Regions from separate parts of the Mus musculus genome. Here all the other regions are linked to region 1. The links are chromatin contacts, called in public HiChIP or PLAC-seq, Micro-C and promoter capture Hi-C maps. All regions are on one chromosome and are shown on one strand. Each heading gives the region's core, a stretch centred on a gene start, on an enhancer-like site or on the middle of the called end of the contact. The rest is flanking DNA. Distances are from core to core; before and after follow the strand shown. Region 1 holds the start of Plcb1 (phospholipase C, beta 1). Region 2 overlaps Plcb1 (phospholipase C, beta 1). Region 3 overlaps Plcb1 (phospholipase C, beta 1). Region 4 overlaps Plcb1 (phospholipase C, beta 1). Region 5 overlaps Plcb1 (phospholipase C, beta 1).

Evidence for each region. Promoter capture Hi-C pulls out the DNA fragments that hold promoters and counts their contacts. Hi-C and Micro-C count contacts between places; a contact is called where the count stands out from the background. HiChIP or PLAC-seq counts read pairs in DNA pulled down with a chosen protein or histone mark.
Region 2: a contact with region 1 is called in an H3K4me3 HiChIP or PLAC-seq map of embryonic stem cells, with 10 read pairs. The contact joins the enhancer-like site here to the promoter of Plcb1 in region 1. A contact is called at or near these places in 9 of 39 promoter capture datasets (the 3T3-L1 cell line, 3T3-L1-derived adipocytes, cranial neural crest and 5 more), 1 of 15 datasets of contacts at CTCF or cohesin (the NIH/3T3 cell line), 4 of 484 Hi-C or Micro-C datasets (3T3-L1-derived adipocytes, the AML12 cell line, beige adipocytes and 1 more), 14 of 115 datasets of contacts at active chromatin or transcription factors (SST interneurons, bone marrow-derived dendritic cells, bone marrow-derived macrophages and 10 more) and 3 of 9 other capture datasets (adipose tissue, liver and pancreatic islet).
Region 3: a contact with region 1 is called in an H3K4me3 HiChIP or PLAC-seq map of neural tube, with 6 times the contacts expected there. The contact joins the enhancer-like site here to the promoter of Plcb1 in region 1. A contact is called at or near these places in 10 of 39 promoter capture datasets (the 3T3-L1 cell line, 3T3-L1-derived adipocytes, the C10 cell line and 6 more), 1 of 15 datasets of contacts at CTCF or cohesin (the NIH/3T3 cell line), 4 of 484 Hi-C or Micro-C datasets (cerebral cortex, cortical neurons and neural progenitor cells), 11 of 115 datasets of contacts at active chromatin or transcription factors (SST interneurons, craniofacial prominence, embryonic basal ganglia and 7 more) and 3 of 9 other capture datasets (adipose tissue, liver and pancreatic islet).
Region 4: a Micro-C map of brown adipocytes shows a contact between it and region 1, with 3 times the contacts expected there. The contact joins the enhancer-like site here to the promoter of Plcb1 in region 1. A contact is called at or near these places in 13 of 39 promoter capture datasets (the 3T3-L1 cell line, 3T3-L1-derived adipocytes, cranial neural crest and 8 more), 4 of 484 Hi-C or Micro-C datasets (3T3-L1-derived adipocytes, brown adipocytes, nephron progenitors and 1 more), 6 of 115 datasets of contacts at active chromatin or transcription factors (SST interneurons, VIP interneurons, embryonic forebrain and 3 more) and 3 of 9 other capture datasets (adipose tissue, liver and macrophages).
Region 5: a promoter capture Hi-C map of second pharyngeal arch cranial neural crest shows a contact between it and region 1, with 5 times the contacts expected there. The contact joins the enhancer-like site here to the promoter of Plcb1 in region 1. A contact is called at or near these places in 15 of 39 promoter capture datasets (the 3T3-L1 cell line, 3T3-L1-derived adipocytes, the C10 cell line and 8 more), 1 of 15 datasets of contacts at CTCF or cohesin (the NIH/3T3 cell line), 22 of 484 Hi-C or Micro-C datasets (the C2C12 cell line, ECoMG-derived neutrophils, cerebellum and 13 more), 11 of 115 datasets of contacts at active chromatin or transcription factors (SST interneurons, VIP interneurons, craniofacial prominence and 8 more) and 2 of 9 other capture datasets (adipose tissue and liver).

What each region holds. Positions count from the first base shown.
Region 1 is chr2:134,784,879-134,787,578 of GRCm38.p6, forward strand. It overlaps Plcb1 (phospholipase C, beta 1), which reads left to right and starts at 1,286. Exons shown (of 32, transcript NM_001145830.1): 1 at 1,286-1,753. The coding sequence starts at 1,655.
Region 2 is chr2:135,072,518-135,075,217 of GRCm38.p6, forward strand. The region is part of intron 3 of Plcb1 (phospholipase C, beta 1); the gene reads left to right. Among named protein-coding and RNA genes, the nearest start is that of 4930545L23Rik, 140 kb to the right of the region's middle. Within about 2 kb of position 1,359, at least 4 of the 459 cell types and tissues checked have an H3K27ac peak or open chromatin away from gene starts, as enhancers often do. A contact at or near this core is called in embryonic stem cells, where this site is marked.
Region 3 is chr2:135,139,395-135,142,094 of GRCm38.p6, forward strand. The region is part of intron 3 of Plcb1 (phospholipase C, beta 1); the gene reads left to right. Among named protein-coding and RNA genes, the nearest start is that of 4930545L23Rik, 75 kb to the right of the region's middle. Within about 2 kb of position 1,402, at least 18 of the 459 cell types and tissues checked have an H3K27ac peak or open chromatin away from gene starts, as enhancers often do. A contact at or near this core is called in SST interneurons, craniofacial prominence, embryonic limb bud and 1 more, where this site is marked.
Region 4 is chr2:135,163,178-135,165,877 of GRCm38.p6, forward strand. All of the region lies in intron 3 of Plcb1 (phospholipase C, beta 1), which reads left to right. Among named protein-coding and RNA genes, the nearest start is that of 4930545L23Rik, 51 kb to the right of the region's middle. Within about 2 kb of position 1,319, at least 2 of the 459 cell types and tissues checked have an H3K27ac peak or open chromatin away from gene starts, as enhancers often do. A contact at or near this core is called in brown adipocytes, where this site is marked.
Region 5 is chr2:135,111,304-135,114,003 of GRCm38.p6, forward strand. The region is part of intron 3 of Plcb1 (phospholipase C, beta 1); the gene reads left to right. Among named protein-coding and RNA genes, the nearest start is that of 4930545L23Rik, 100 kb to the right of the region's middle. Within about 2 kb of position 1,373, at least 3 of the 459 cell types and tissues checked have an H3K27ac peak or open chromatin away from gene starts, as enhancers often do. A contact at or near this core is called in SST interneurons and second pharyngeal arch cranial neural crest, where this site is marked.

The DNA of each region.
Region 1 (2,700 bases), core at 36-2,535:
GCAAGTGCCTTGACCGTCTAAAACCATTTTACTGGAGTCTCTTCTTCATACTGCTTCTTCTTTTCCAAAACCAACCTTTAGGGCAGTGTTTATTAGAATAAAATTCACTCATTTTATGTGTCTAGTCGTACAAGGTTTGTCAAATGTAAATACGCCGGTACAGAATCTTCCCATCATTCTCAAAGGTTCCCCTTGATGCCAAATTTTGCTCGCTACTGGCCACAGGTACCTGTTCGATCTACTTTCTGTCACCACAGAATACCTGGATTATTTCTACAGACCCTGCAGAGGGCATCTTGTTGCACGCTCTTGTTTGGCTTAAACTTTGTGTGATCATGGATATGTTCTGGAGTCTCTGTCCCTTCTCATCATGGAATAGTTTGGGGAACTTAGAAACTTAACTAAACTTTGTTTTTTTAGTCACCTATTGTTTGACGTTTACAAGTTTCAGTTGCCTTTACCATTGCTGGACAAGTTTCCTTTGGGTATGGTTTCCTTTCTCTTGAGCAAACATCTAGGAGCAGAAGTTTTGGATTGTGTGATACACAAATCTTTAACTTTATTAGTGGTTATTTTCTGAAGTATACTTGCCACTTTATACCCCACCCTCCACCTTTGTGATGGACGGAGATTCTAGATGCTCTACAACCTCTAAAACACTCGACAGTATGAACCTTGTGAGTGAAGATGACATCCCTATACCTATGATTCTATATGACTCCCACCCTGTCCCAGGCCCTGGGCCCCACTCCTTTCATCTTTCTAAGGAATAAAAGCTTTGCTGCCCCCCTCCCCGAGCTTTTTATTTCCTAAACACTGTTTGTGGGCCATCTAGGTTATAGGCTTCAAACTTTCTGGCAGGACAAGTTTTCTCTGGAGTTCTTGAGCTAAACCTCTCAAGTGCTTCTCTATACAAAATAAGAACCCTTTCTTTGAAAAGGCCGGAAAGCACCAGAGAGAAAGAAAGCCTAGGGCTCTCTCCCCGTTCTGCCTCAATGTTCTTCTTTACATACTGGTTAGGATCTGATTAACCACTAACCATATCTTTCCCAGAAAGCCCCCCAAACGCCAGCCTTGGCTAGGGGCACCGGGCATGCTCAGAGGGTGTGCGGCGCAGGCGTCGGCTGCAGTGGGGCCCGGGAGCCGGGAGGTGCCGCTGCGTCCCCGCTTCCCGTTGCTGACCCAGCGCGCAAAGTTGGGCAGGGAGCTGGGGGAGGAGGACCGCGAGCGAGGGTGGCGGAGCAGGGGCGGGAGGAGCGGAGGGAGGAGGGGACCGGAGCGTGTCACTCGCGCGCTCCCTCTGTGCACAGAGGATGTGCTGAATGGTGCGCTTCCAGGCGGCGGCCGAGCAGGATCCAGCGGCGGGCGACTCGCACTGCCCGGCTCTGCTCCTCCGCGTCTCCCGAGGCTCTACAGTCACCGCGGGCTCCAGATCCTGCGTCCCGCCCGGGGCATGGCAGGCTGCTGTACCCTCGCGTGTCGTCCCGCTTACTAAGCGGCGCGGGCCAGAGGTGCGGAGGCCAAGAGGCCGGAGGCCGGCGGGCAGCGAAGCCCAGAGCCTGGTGAATCGAGAGCCAAGCCCGCTCGCGCCCGGAGCTCCGCGTCCCGTCTCCACTGCGCTCGCCCGGGCCGCCCGGAGCCCCGATGAGCCCAGATGGCTGGGGCTCAGCCCGGAGTGCACGCCTTGCAACTCAAGCCCGTGTGCGTGTCCGACAGCCTCAAGAAGGGCACCAAATTCGTCAAGTGGGATGATGTAAGTGAGGGGCGGCGCAGTGGGGTGCGGACCGGGCACCCTAGGGCGGGCTGCGTGGGGGTGGGGCGAGGGGCGCGTTATGCAATGGGGCGCTGGAGCGGGAGCGGGCAGCCTAGGGCGCACAGGTTGCCAGATGCCTGGGTGGGTGGTAGAGGGTGGCAGCTTTCCGCGCGCTCTCCTCCTCCTAGGGGGTTTAGAGTTGACATCTTTGCTGGGTCTGGCCAGCACCTCCTGAGGGACTTAAGTCTTTGGGGCCAGTGGAACCGAAGGGACATGTTTTACCCAGTGACAGGTCCTGAGAGTTTGAAAAGAGCATGAAGTTAGAAGCAGCTGGATAGCGCTGGAGAGTACTAGATGCATCCCCCACCACCTCAGCTAGCTAAGGCATCCTATTACCTCCTTTGCCCTCTTTCAAGAAGTACTAGCTACTATCCAGGTCCCAAACCTTGCAGTTACTGCTAACCCTTGAGCATTTTTTTAAAATGCTGGCCAAGCAGCAGAGGACACAGCAGTACAGCCGACAGGTGGTCGTTGATGCCAAACTTTAGCGCCTGACTGCAGAGTGAGGGGCCTTAGAAAGGGCTGTTGGTGCACACCAGAAACGGATTGGTGAGCAAACTAGTAGCTGTTGGGGCCGAGGAGCGCAGGATGGACTTAGAGACAGGGCCAGGTTTTGAAAAACAAGCTTGCTTAGGTCTTCACTTTGAAATAGACCCACAACTTCACCCTCCGGTTTACTTGCACCCGTTGCTGTATAGGAGAGATCCTGGCCGGCTCCAGGACTTCCTATGACCTCTCCCTTCCCTCCACCCTAGTTACCTTCAGAACACTTGAAGGCTTCTGACAGAAACCTCCAATGGAATGCACATTACCCTATCGATGTGGCTTCCTGGGTGTCATCCAATGGGTTTGATAAGAACCACTCACCCGAATAAACCTGAGCTGTC
Region 2 (2,700 bases), core at 109-2,608, 290 kb after region 1:
TAGTCACCATATCTAAGAAATGGAAACAATTGTAGTGTTCATTTATTCCGTTGGTAGGTGAAGAAAATGTGCTCCAGGTGTATGACAGAATAGTTCTCAGCCTTAAAAAGGATCCAGTACTGCCTGTGTGACACCTCTGAAATGGGACATTGTTGTGCTAAGAGGAAGAAGACAAAGAAAGACAATGAGCCAGGTTCATTCATGAGTGCTATCTGGAAGAGTTGACCTCACAGGAGTTGAAGGAGAGTCAGGTTGCAGAGAGGCAGTCATACGGAAAGGTTATCAGTTGGACAGTCCGTTACTCTTAGCTAGTGAATTCTTTATTGATCACATTAAATAACTCATCGTTTGAAACTATTAACAAAAAAAAATAAATAAATAAAGATCAGTGCCTGGAGAGATGGTGCAGCACTTGTTTCTCTTCCAGGGGACCCAGTTGGGTTCTCAGAGAGCCATCCTGAGTTCCATTTGCAGAGAACCTGACACAATCTTCTGGTCTGCTCTGGCACTACAGTGTTGTGTAGACACACATGCAAAGAAAACACATATACACATAAGATTAAAATAAATCTTTAAAACTAGAGGTCATTAAGTACGACTCAGAAGAGAACGATGGGTATGTTTGGGTGAGTCCGAGGTGCAGGGAGTTGTCCTAGGGAGTGTCTCACCATTGCATCACCACAGAGCACAGGAAGCAGCTGCTCACCTTGGAGAATCCGGGCTGCTCCACAGGAGATCCTTGCTTTGCTTTGTCTATACCAAACAGGAAAGGATGCAATGGCTCCCTGTATTCTGCTAACTCCTTCTGGCCAGATGCTCGTGTTAATTTTCTTAAGTGCTATGGATACTGTACTAACACCTCCCTTTGATCAAAAACTTAGGAGAAACACAAGAGAGTGTCATTAAAGCTGCACTTTTCCAGTTTTAATGAGCCCCCAAATCATCTTTAAAATCTTATTAAAATATAAATTTTAAGTCAGTGAGTTTGGGGGAAACTAAAATGTTGCATTTCTTGCGAAGTTCCTAGGTAAGGCCAATATATTGAATCTCTGGACCACTCTTCACAGAACGGTCAGTGTGTTTGTTATTGCCTTGAACTGAGTTGACTTTTCTGTGTGTGTGATGTCCAAAGAGATAAGGATGTTATATATTATTCAGACACCACCAAAAGCTTGTAGAAGGAGGCACAACCTCCTCTCCCCCCTTATATCGGGCAGCAATCAACGATTCCACAGTTACATTATTCCTTTATCCTGAAGGACTATTCAAACAGCAGCTGTAGAGAAAGGATCCATCATAAAGATGGTGGTAGACTCCAGTTTTTCTGAAATTAGACTACATTTTAGCTTATTCAGCAGGTTCTAAAAAGAACAGATGTTCAAGATCACCCAGACCAACTAAATCAGCATCTTAGCTTGGCCTGATGCATATTCTGTGGACCAGAAACATTAGCAAACCCTGCTGGCTTATGAGACAAATGAACCTCTCCTGCTTCATCTAGATGCTTGAACCCAATCTACCATTTTCGATCTCAAGGTCAAGCTGAAATACAATTCATTTTAAGAGATCTCTGCAAGAAGTATGAAAGCCTGATACTTGACACTATGGTTTAAATGTAAAGAATTAATAATGCCCTTTCTTTCCAAGTTGTGTGGGTCTCAGCCTGTTACTAAAAGCAAATGAATAGCAAGGCTGGAATGCAGCAGAGCTTATTTAGTGTGAATATGGCCCTGGGCTAGACCTTCAGCACTGATAAAACATCAAAAACAACAGATTTATCCAACTATCTGGATCCTGCTATTTTTCCTGATCCTGTGACACCTGGGTTGGTGTATAATTATGTCTAGAAACTTATATGAGTTTCATGTAACTACTTATCACTGGTTCCAACCATCTTTGCCTCCTCCCTGTTCTGTGTTCATCCAACTATCGCCTCCATAGTCTCACTGATTTTTTGGTCTGGATTTAATTCTATTGAGTAAAAGTTTGCATGCAGGGAGATGAATTTTATGGATATTGTAAACACTGCAGAAATTCTTCTAATTCTTTATTGGATGAGAACTAGTTGTAAGAGAAATATATTTAAATTATAATGAGTTTTCCCCCAAGAGTGTGGATTGTGGTGTCTGTGACATTGCTCAGGATATAAGGCTACTTGTTGCTAAGCCTGAAGACCTGAGTTTGATCATGGGGACACATGGGGACACATGGGGTGGAAGGAAAGAACCAACTCCTCTAGGCAACCCTCCTCCATCCCCACATGCACAGTAAATAAACATGTAGTAGTAACATATTTTAAATAAAAGGAAGAAAAGAAAGGTATGGATTGTGAGATTTCTTTGTAGTTTTGTTAATTTCAAAGTACCATGTGAGTTTTGTTAAGTGTTAGTTCTGAAAACTGCTTCTAGCTACTGATGTCCTTAAATATGCTAACATGAGCAGGTTTCTTGTTTTTTTTTGTCTTTGTTTTTGTTTTGTCAAATTAAACATGGCCAGATTTATTTGGAAGTTTTATATTGGTCTTTCATAAATTTCATTCTGTTATATTTGTGGGAAAAATATTGCTGCACGAGCCAATTTATACTCTGGAAATTATGCCCAATTCATTCTATAATTACTATTTTGGAATGTATGTCATTATTAATTCTTCAGTGTAGAAAATTGAACTTACAACTATAATCATGACTAGCATTCTTTCTT
Region 3 (2,700 bases), core at 152-2,651, 350 kb after region 1:
GGGTGTCTGCACGGGTGCATGTATGCATCATGACGCATATGCGTGATAGATGTGTAAGTGCCCACAAAGGCTGAGGTGGATGTCTGATTCTCCATGGGACCAGGAGTTACAGGTGGGCATAGCCACCTGATGTTGACATGAGGAGTTGAGCTTGGGTCCTGTGAAGGAGCAGCATGTAGTATTAGCCACTGCGCCACAATATCTGTAAGTTGTTTTAAAGCATAAACACTTCGTAGTATAATTTTTATTCCAAAGTTCCTTCAAAATATGAAAATTTTCTAGAAAGCTAGAAATGGAAAAAATATATAAAGATACATAAAAAAATAATGAGTTAAATACAGAAATCTGGTCTATTGGGCTATGTTTCATAATACCCAAAGCATGATGCGAAAGGTAAAGTATGAAAGAAAACGTCTAGTCACTATTGGGACATTGAAATTTTATTTTCTATTGTTGGTCTAAAATTAGAGTCTTATGTGTCAATGTTCTGTTTTATGAACCAAGGTCATGGTGTCTGCATTTTAGAGTATTTCTATCTTAATAAAGCAGAATGAACATTTAAAGGAAAAATGATCTATGGGATTCTTTTTAGCTGTTGAGTTTACCAGCTCCTCAATAACTCTGCCTTATCAGCTACTAAGTCTCCAGGCACCACCTGATCTTACCCATTAAAAGCTAGGTCAGCTGCACCTTCTGGTTGCTAAGCAGCTATAGGGGATGCAGTTGCTTCCTGACCTGTGTCTCATGCCACCTGCATTTCATGCTAATCTCCCCGACTTCCCAGGGGCTTGCTAGAGCTTTCCTTGTTCTTGTCTTTGTTTATCATGTCAGCTATAAATATTACATTCTTTGTCAGCTTTTAGCAGGCATATTTCTGGATGCTAAATATGGTAAAGTTATATGAACTGACTCAAGCATCTCATTAAATAGACATAGATCACCATGAAGCCAGTTGTGGAATTGGGAAAACATGAATGAGAATAAATTAGCATTTAAAAACAAAATTAAAACCCAAAAACTCTATTTCCCTTCAGTTTTTTTTAATTTTTTCAAAATATACTGGAATGTGAAGATAGATGTGAGATAGAAAGAAGGGGAAGAAGAGACAGTAAATAGACATGTGCTTGGGGGCAGCAGGACTGCAGGGAGAAAGGAGGAAACATGGGAGGATCGAACAAGGGAATAACTTGGAATGTGATCTTTGAGAGACATCGTTAGTGGATATGAATGGTCACAGCACTGCTCCTGGACAACAGGCTTATAAAAACTCTGTGTTTAGTTTTATAGCTACCCAGGCTGGGAATTCCTCGGGGCTACAAATTTTGCCCTTCTAGTGCTTCAGAGCGACTATGTGACCCCCACAGCAGGGCTGGTATGCAGGAGGCTGTCTCCTTACAGTGACTGATTGATTCCCCGCCCCCCCCCCGCCCCCTGCCCAAAGTTACATCAAAGCATAGAGGAGCCTTCCACAGCACACAATGAACTTTGTAGAGTTGAAGTTGTAGCCAAGGCAGTCGTGTTTCCGTGTTTCCATCAGACAGACGAGCTCCCTCTCCCCTCAGCTTTCCTTCTGTTAGAGGCAACAACTGGTATTCGATACAGAAAGATATCAGTTTTCTTGGTTGTACTGCTGATAAATCAGCTGCATCTTTGTTTCTCTGTGGAAGAGGTATTTGAAGTATGTTTAGGCAAAAGTATAGAAAAAAGTGAGTTGCCCACATGATGGATGTAGACAGGGATCCAAAGCTGAGTGAGTCGTTTCTGGGGTTCGTGGGGTACTCAGCAGAGGAATGCACAGCTTCCTCGAACCAGTGTGTGGAGTGTGCTGAGGGAGTTTCTCCCCTGGCTTTCTGATTTTCAGAAATGACCCATGCAAACAGCAAGGTCGGTGTCTCCCTGCACATCCTTAAGTCCCTTCTTTTGCTATGTACACTAGAGCATTTATTTTCCAGAATGAATTTATTAGAACTGTAACTTTTGTAAAAAATGAGTATGTCCATCCAGAATTTATTTCCAACCATTTTAAAGGAGGGTAGATTGTCCAATTATCATTTAAATTATCCTAATTTGTTATATAGATGAGACATGATTTTATTATACTGTCATTAATTAAAAATGTACTATAATACAGTGAATACATCCATATCTGCACTTAAATATGTCACTGAGTAGTTCTAATGACTGCTGGGAAAGAAAAGTCAGAAGTATATGTCAAAACGCATGCAAATGGCATTCCATTTAACATAGAAATTATGTTTATATGGGTGAAATTTTAATAAAGTTATTATTGAAACTGCTTACAATTGAAATATGTTTCAGTTATAATGATGAAGAAAATAATATAAAAAAGTCAGAGAATATTCATTAGTTGGAACATGTTTTTGAGGAAAGACAATTTTGTTATGCTCAGGGCGTAATTCACAAAAAATCAGTACCTTCCAGCTAAGGCTCACCCAGCTCCACATGTTAAAGGGCAGTTACAATACAGTCATCCCAATCCAAGAATAGATGCCCTTTAGGTTCTGACCTAGAAAAAATTTTCCTATAGTTAAATTGGATGTAAATCGTTATATGTATTATGGTTGGTGGCAGATTTGCTGTGAAGATGGGCAGGTGAAGCCTCGGATACAGGCTGCTCACTACACAGACCTTCACAGACTTTCCCAGGGCAGGTGGCAGGACATGTCATACTTTGTCATT
Region 4 (2,700 bases), core at 69-2,568, 380 kb after region 1:
ATAAATTTTTGTTTTGCTAAGTTACCATTTTACAATATTATATAACTGAGTTGATACAGCTTCATTTATTGTACTTAAGCTTACCTTAAACTTACATCCTCTTGAGTTGTTTGATTTTATAGTTACATATTAATCACCTGTAGGACATATTTGGAACTGAGGATAAGCCTGGGAAATACACATTGACTACATGTTCGAGTGATATCTGTTGCTAGGATGTGTCCTTGATACATCTGACAATAACTGAAAACTGTATACTTCATACCCATAACTCCATAAAAAACTGGGCTGAATTTTTATCAGTTGGATTTTGTTACCTAAAATTGCAAACTGAGTTCCACAGGCAAGTCAGTTGTCGGTCACAGTGCCTTTATAATCTGCATGTGTTTTATACTTTCTCAGGACAAAATAATCATGATATTCAAAAGACACACTCTTACACGTGTGAAGCAGGCAATTTCACAGTTTTGTTTTGGTTTCTGCTGTTGTAATGCAGGCCTTTGAAAGATTTTTTTCTCACCGTTTAGATTTGCCGGCACAGCTCCAGTACAGAATGGAATCATTTCCTAAGATGCCACGAGCATTTGGTACACAAAAATTTGGTTTTCAGTTCTATTGACTACTCAATTCTTCAACAACCATTATCTTCTAAGGACAGAAAGATGACTTTTTCTTGTGGTTCATATATTTCCACCCATACACCTCCCAGAAGATTTTAATGCTTTAAGTCTTTATTCTTACTGATATGACTATTGACAGTATTTGAGGTATGGGAAAAGAATCAACAATGAAGTCAGAAAAGATCAAAGTAAATGATTCCAAAACACCATTCCTATCAGGGGCCATCATAAAATCACCTGTTATCTCCAAGAAGCAGCTCACCACAGAATATTCAATGCTTTTAGGGGAGCTTTAAAGAGTGGGCTCAGCTTCAGCTTGAGCCAAGGGGTTCAGTACATGCTAGGCAGATGCCCTGCCACAGACTACATCCCCAAACCCCAGATAATACAAATATTAAGTATATTCTTCCTTGCAATTATACAGCTTTCTGGGAACACAAGATCAGCACTCAGATTATGATATATACATTTAATCTGTCCAGAAAGTTGCCTCTGTATTATTTTCTTATCAATCCCCATGCAGTTTCCAGCTAACCACCAACCTGTTTCCAACTACCATAGCATATTTTCCCTTTACTTAAGCTTAATATAAGTGGGATCATATATTAGAATATCCGTTGTGTCTATTTCTTTAAACCAGTGGTTCTCAACCTGTGGGTTATGGTCTCCTTTGGGGATCAAATGACCTTTTCGCATGGATTGTCCAAGACCATTGGGAAACAGAGGTATTTATATTATGAATCATAACAGCAGCAAAATTACAGTTGTGAAACAACAAGAAAAATAATTTCATGGTCAGATCACTACAACATGAGAAAGTGTATTAAAGGATTGTAACATTAGGGCAGTTGAAAAACTATTGCTGTAAACATTATAATACTGAGAATCATTGATAGCTTGGATATCAGCAACTCACTGCTACATGCAGCTCTTAATATGCTATAATTTACTTATCACTTTACCAGTTTGTGGAGCTTTCAGTTATTTCCAATTTGAGATTAATATGAAAAAGGTATTATGGACAAGTCATTAAATGGCTATATTTCATCTCTTTTAAGTAATAAACAAGGAGTCGAAGTACTGGCCATAGTGTTGTGAGTATACATTTACCACCACTAGGCACAATGGCACAGGTCTGTCATCTCAGCTACTCAAGAAGCCGAGGCAAGAGGATTGAAAAGTTCAAGTCCTGTCTTTGCTGAGTTCAACACGAACTTCAGACCTTGCAGAAGTAAAAAGGACTGGGAAGGGAATTCTGTAAGCAGCGCTTACCTTGTACACCCAAGGCCGTAGATTAAGTCCCCAGTGACTTGGTGCCTTAGTTAATGTTCTAATGCTGTGAAAGAGATGCTATGACCAAGAGAACTTATAGAAGAAAATTTGGTGGCCTTGATCACAGTCGCAGGGTGTAGGTTTACAACCATCAAGGCAGGGAATATGAAGGCCGGCAAGGCATGGCACTGGTCAGTAGCTAAGAGCTTACATACTGATCTGAATTAGCTTGGAAAGAATTTTCCAATGCTGAGAGTAACCTACGTGCTTTAATTATTATCCAGCAGATCTTTTCAGAGGTAGGCTGTCCAACACACCAATCACTGTCACACCAGCACACTGTTCAGCACTCACAGTCACTTATTAAACTTCTTTCCATTTAAAAACCATTCCCGTGACTCAGTGTCTCTTTCATGCGACTTCAATCCAGCCTAACATCATTTAAAAGTTTCTTTGTGAAAATAATGTGCTTTTATGAAATAGAGAAAATTGGCTCAATCTTTACTGCTAAGAATTTCTAGCCTGTCAGTGGCTGATTATTTGGGGCAGACATGGAAATTATAGTCTATTCTCCAGCTGAAACCTTTTCAGATGCTTCTGATGAAGCCCTGACACCCAAATCGCTGCTGTAACATTTATGATAAGAGCACATGCCATATCCTCCAACACACACATGGGCGACACCTTATCATTACACTGAGTGTCTCACTTGCTTTGTCTTTGTCACGTTTATAGGAAACACTTAAAAGCCATTGGAGAGAAACAGAGATTTATAGGAAATACAGGAAGGAGCATAACCCTTCCAGGA
Region 5 (2,700 bases), core at 123-2,622, 330 kb after region 1:
TTGGAATAGATGGGACAATTCAGGATCAAGACGTGTACGGAAGGTGCTAAAATGCAGAATGGTCCGTTCCCACTAAAGATTGCATGATTCCTGTTTCCTTTCTGCCAGCTGCTATCATGAACTGCCTCCAGAAAGACGACTGTTACACCTCAAATCAACCAGATGAGGACATGAGGACGGCCCCCAGAATATTGCCAATGGAGATGTTTGATTTATAAAACATATCAAAGGCTTCCAGAGTCAAAGAACATTTTAAAAAACCATTAAAAAGAAAAAAGGTCATCATAATAAAGCAGAAAGCTCTGTCCCTAAACAACAATCTGTTCCAGGTAGTAAAACATTGTCTAGTATCATGGTGTCATTTTTCCCCTAACCAAGAAAACCATAACTAAAATATAAAACCATATTTTGTGAATTACAATGTATATTTCATATATTGTATATTATAAATATACATTTTTACTTTGTGCATGGATAAATTCCTCTATATGGAAACCCAGTGCTTCTCAAACTCTTCTTCCAATCATCCTCCGATCCCGTTAAGAATGATACTCGCCTTCAGGTTTGGACTGAGTTTCCATTAAGGACCCAAGTTGGGGTCAGCAGATCCCACTTCCAAAGCAAGATACAAAGCTAAGTGGTGTTTAGACTCTATGTTAATGTGTTCTGAAAGAGAAAATAAAACTGGAAACTGTTAAAGTCTAGGTCTAAGGTATTAAGGTGAGGAGAAGTAGAGTTCTTCATAGGTTCAGCCCTAAAGGAAGCTCTGTGTACTTTCAACTGTCTCCACTTATTTATGTGTCTGTTTTAAAGTGACTGTAGTAAGAGCCCTTCAATTAGGGAGCTGTTTCAGCAATAGCATCTACATTATCATACCAGCAGTTTTATTAAACTAATAACTGTTAGCATGGAGACACCATTACTGTAGATTGCATTTCTAATTATGGCACTAAATATACTCAGGTTGCATACGAGTGTTAGCAATTTCTACCCTAATGGCTTACCTCTCTTTCCTCTCCTTGCAGCCTCCCTCCCATCACTTCAGCTCTGTGAACTTCTGTTACTGTGTGTAAGGCTTCTCCCTTATACAGTTATCCAAACTGAGGTGTGCTAGTTCATTAACTACCTCCATGAATGGCTCATTTGAACTTCCTTGTTGGTATCTATTCTCTGTAGCTGGAATTGGTTCAAAGTACATGGCCTCATTCAGAAACCACTTACTATCTAGTTGGGCATGTGTCTTGAAGGAGACACAGTACAAGGAAAAATTCATATAAGCCATGTGCATGAACATTTGGTACATAACAGACATCTGGAAGTTCGGCAGCTCAGCTGAAAATGCTTCCTCTCTGATTACATCCGCTCTGGGTGCTTATTAGCTGGACAGGCTGGCTCAGGCAGCTCTGTGTAAGGAATCCCCTAAAATCTCCCATAAGGCCATGCTTTCTCCTGGTGACAACCTGAGCATACATTGCAAAGGCACATTCAGCAATGCCTGCCTGCTTCAACCTTCTGCCACATCAACTAGCTTGATTTTATTGGTCAAATGCCAGTCATAGTTTTAGGGCAGACCTCTGTACTCTCTGGTCCTGACTAGGGAGAATTGAGTGCCATGGCCAATCCCAACATAATAACACATAGATAAGTCCTCTCATGGCAGTGAAAGGGTGTGGATGACCATTTCAGAAGGACAGACATGTCTAGCAAAAACATTTTCTCTGTTAACCATAGAGATAATGTCTAAAGTCTGAGTCAGTTATTTTACTGAGTGCCAGATACCTATATTTAGCTAAATTAGGAATGCTGAGTTGTTCGTTTAGGTCAATAATCCCAGGGCTTGGTAGAAAATGAGAAATTATGGTCCTAATATGCTCACAGTTATGACACTTTCATTGTGATATGACATTCTTCTTGTTATATCAGTGTTTTAAAGTCCAGAATTCCTGGTGACTTGATCCTTGGGTACCACATACTTTAGTCATATTCATTCACTCATACAAAATACCATAAAATGTTTCTATATCGTCTTTACTATTATTTATTTATTATTTGTTCGTATAGAAAAATACAACACTGTCCCAGGCTTTGCGATCCTTACAGGGCTTACATATGAGTTAATAGGACATCTAATTCTAGGCGGTGAGCCCTATATTTCTACTAGCTGTATGCCAGTCTTCTCAGGGGGAGAGGACAGCCACTGATCTGTTGAAGGGATGCTGGAGCTAAATCCGGATAGAGAGGAAAACTATCAAAAGCATAGAGGACTGGCAGCATGCTGGATTCAAAGAACCATACATAATGGTATGAAGTTGTCTGGGATCACTTAGGTTAGACTCTTAGACCCTGGGGTGGGGCGCCTGGAGCCTACTTACAATGAAAAAGCAAGAAGGGGTATGCTGGCACATGGAAAGATATCAACTGGAGTAAGAACTAAAAACTGTGGATTGCATTTAAAATTGAATCCGTGCCAGAATGATGAAGTAGGCAGGTTCTCTGTCAGAGTCATGCCAGCCTGGCAACTAGAGAGTATCCTATGAGCAATGTCAACCTCATTCCAGACACAAGACCATAGACAAAATGAGTCCAACAGCCCCCAGTGTAGCAGATATGGTAACAGTAGCTCTGCCTGTGTTCAAGCTTTGCCCTTTGTTTCCTAAGCACAGGGCAGCTACATTTCCCAGCCTTATTTGTAGTTAAGGT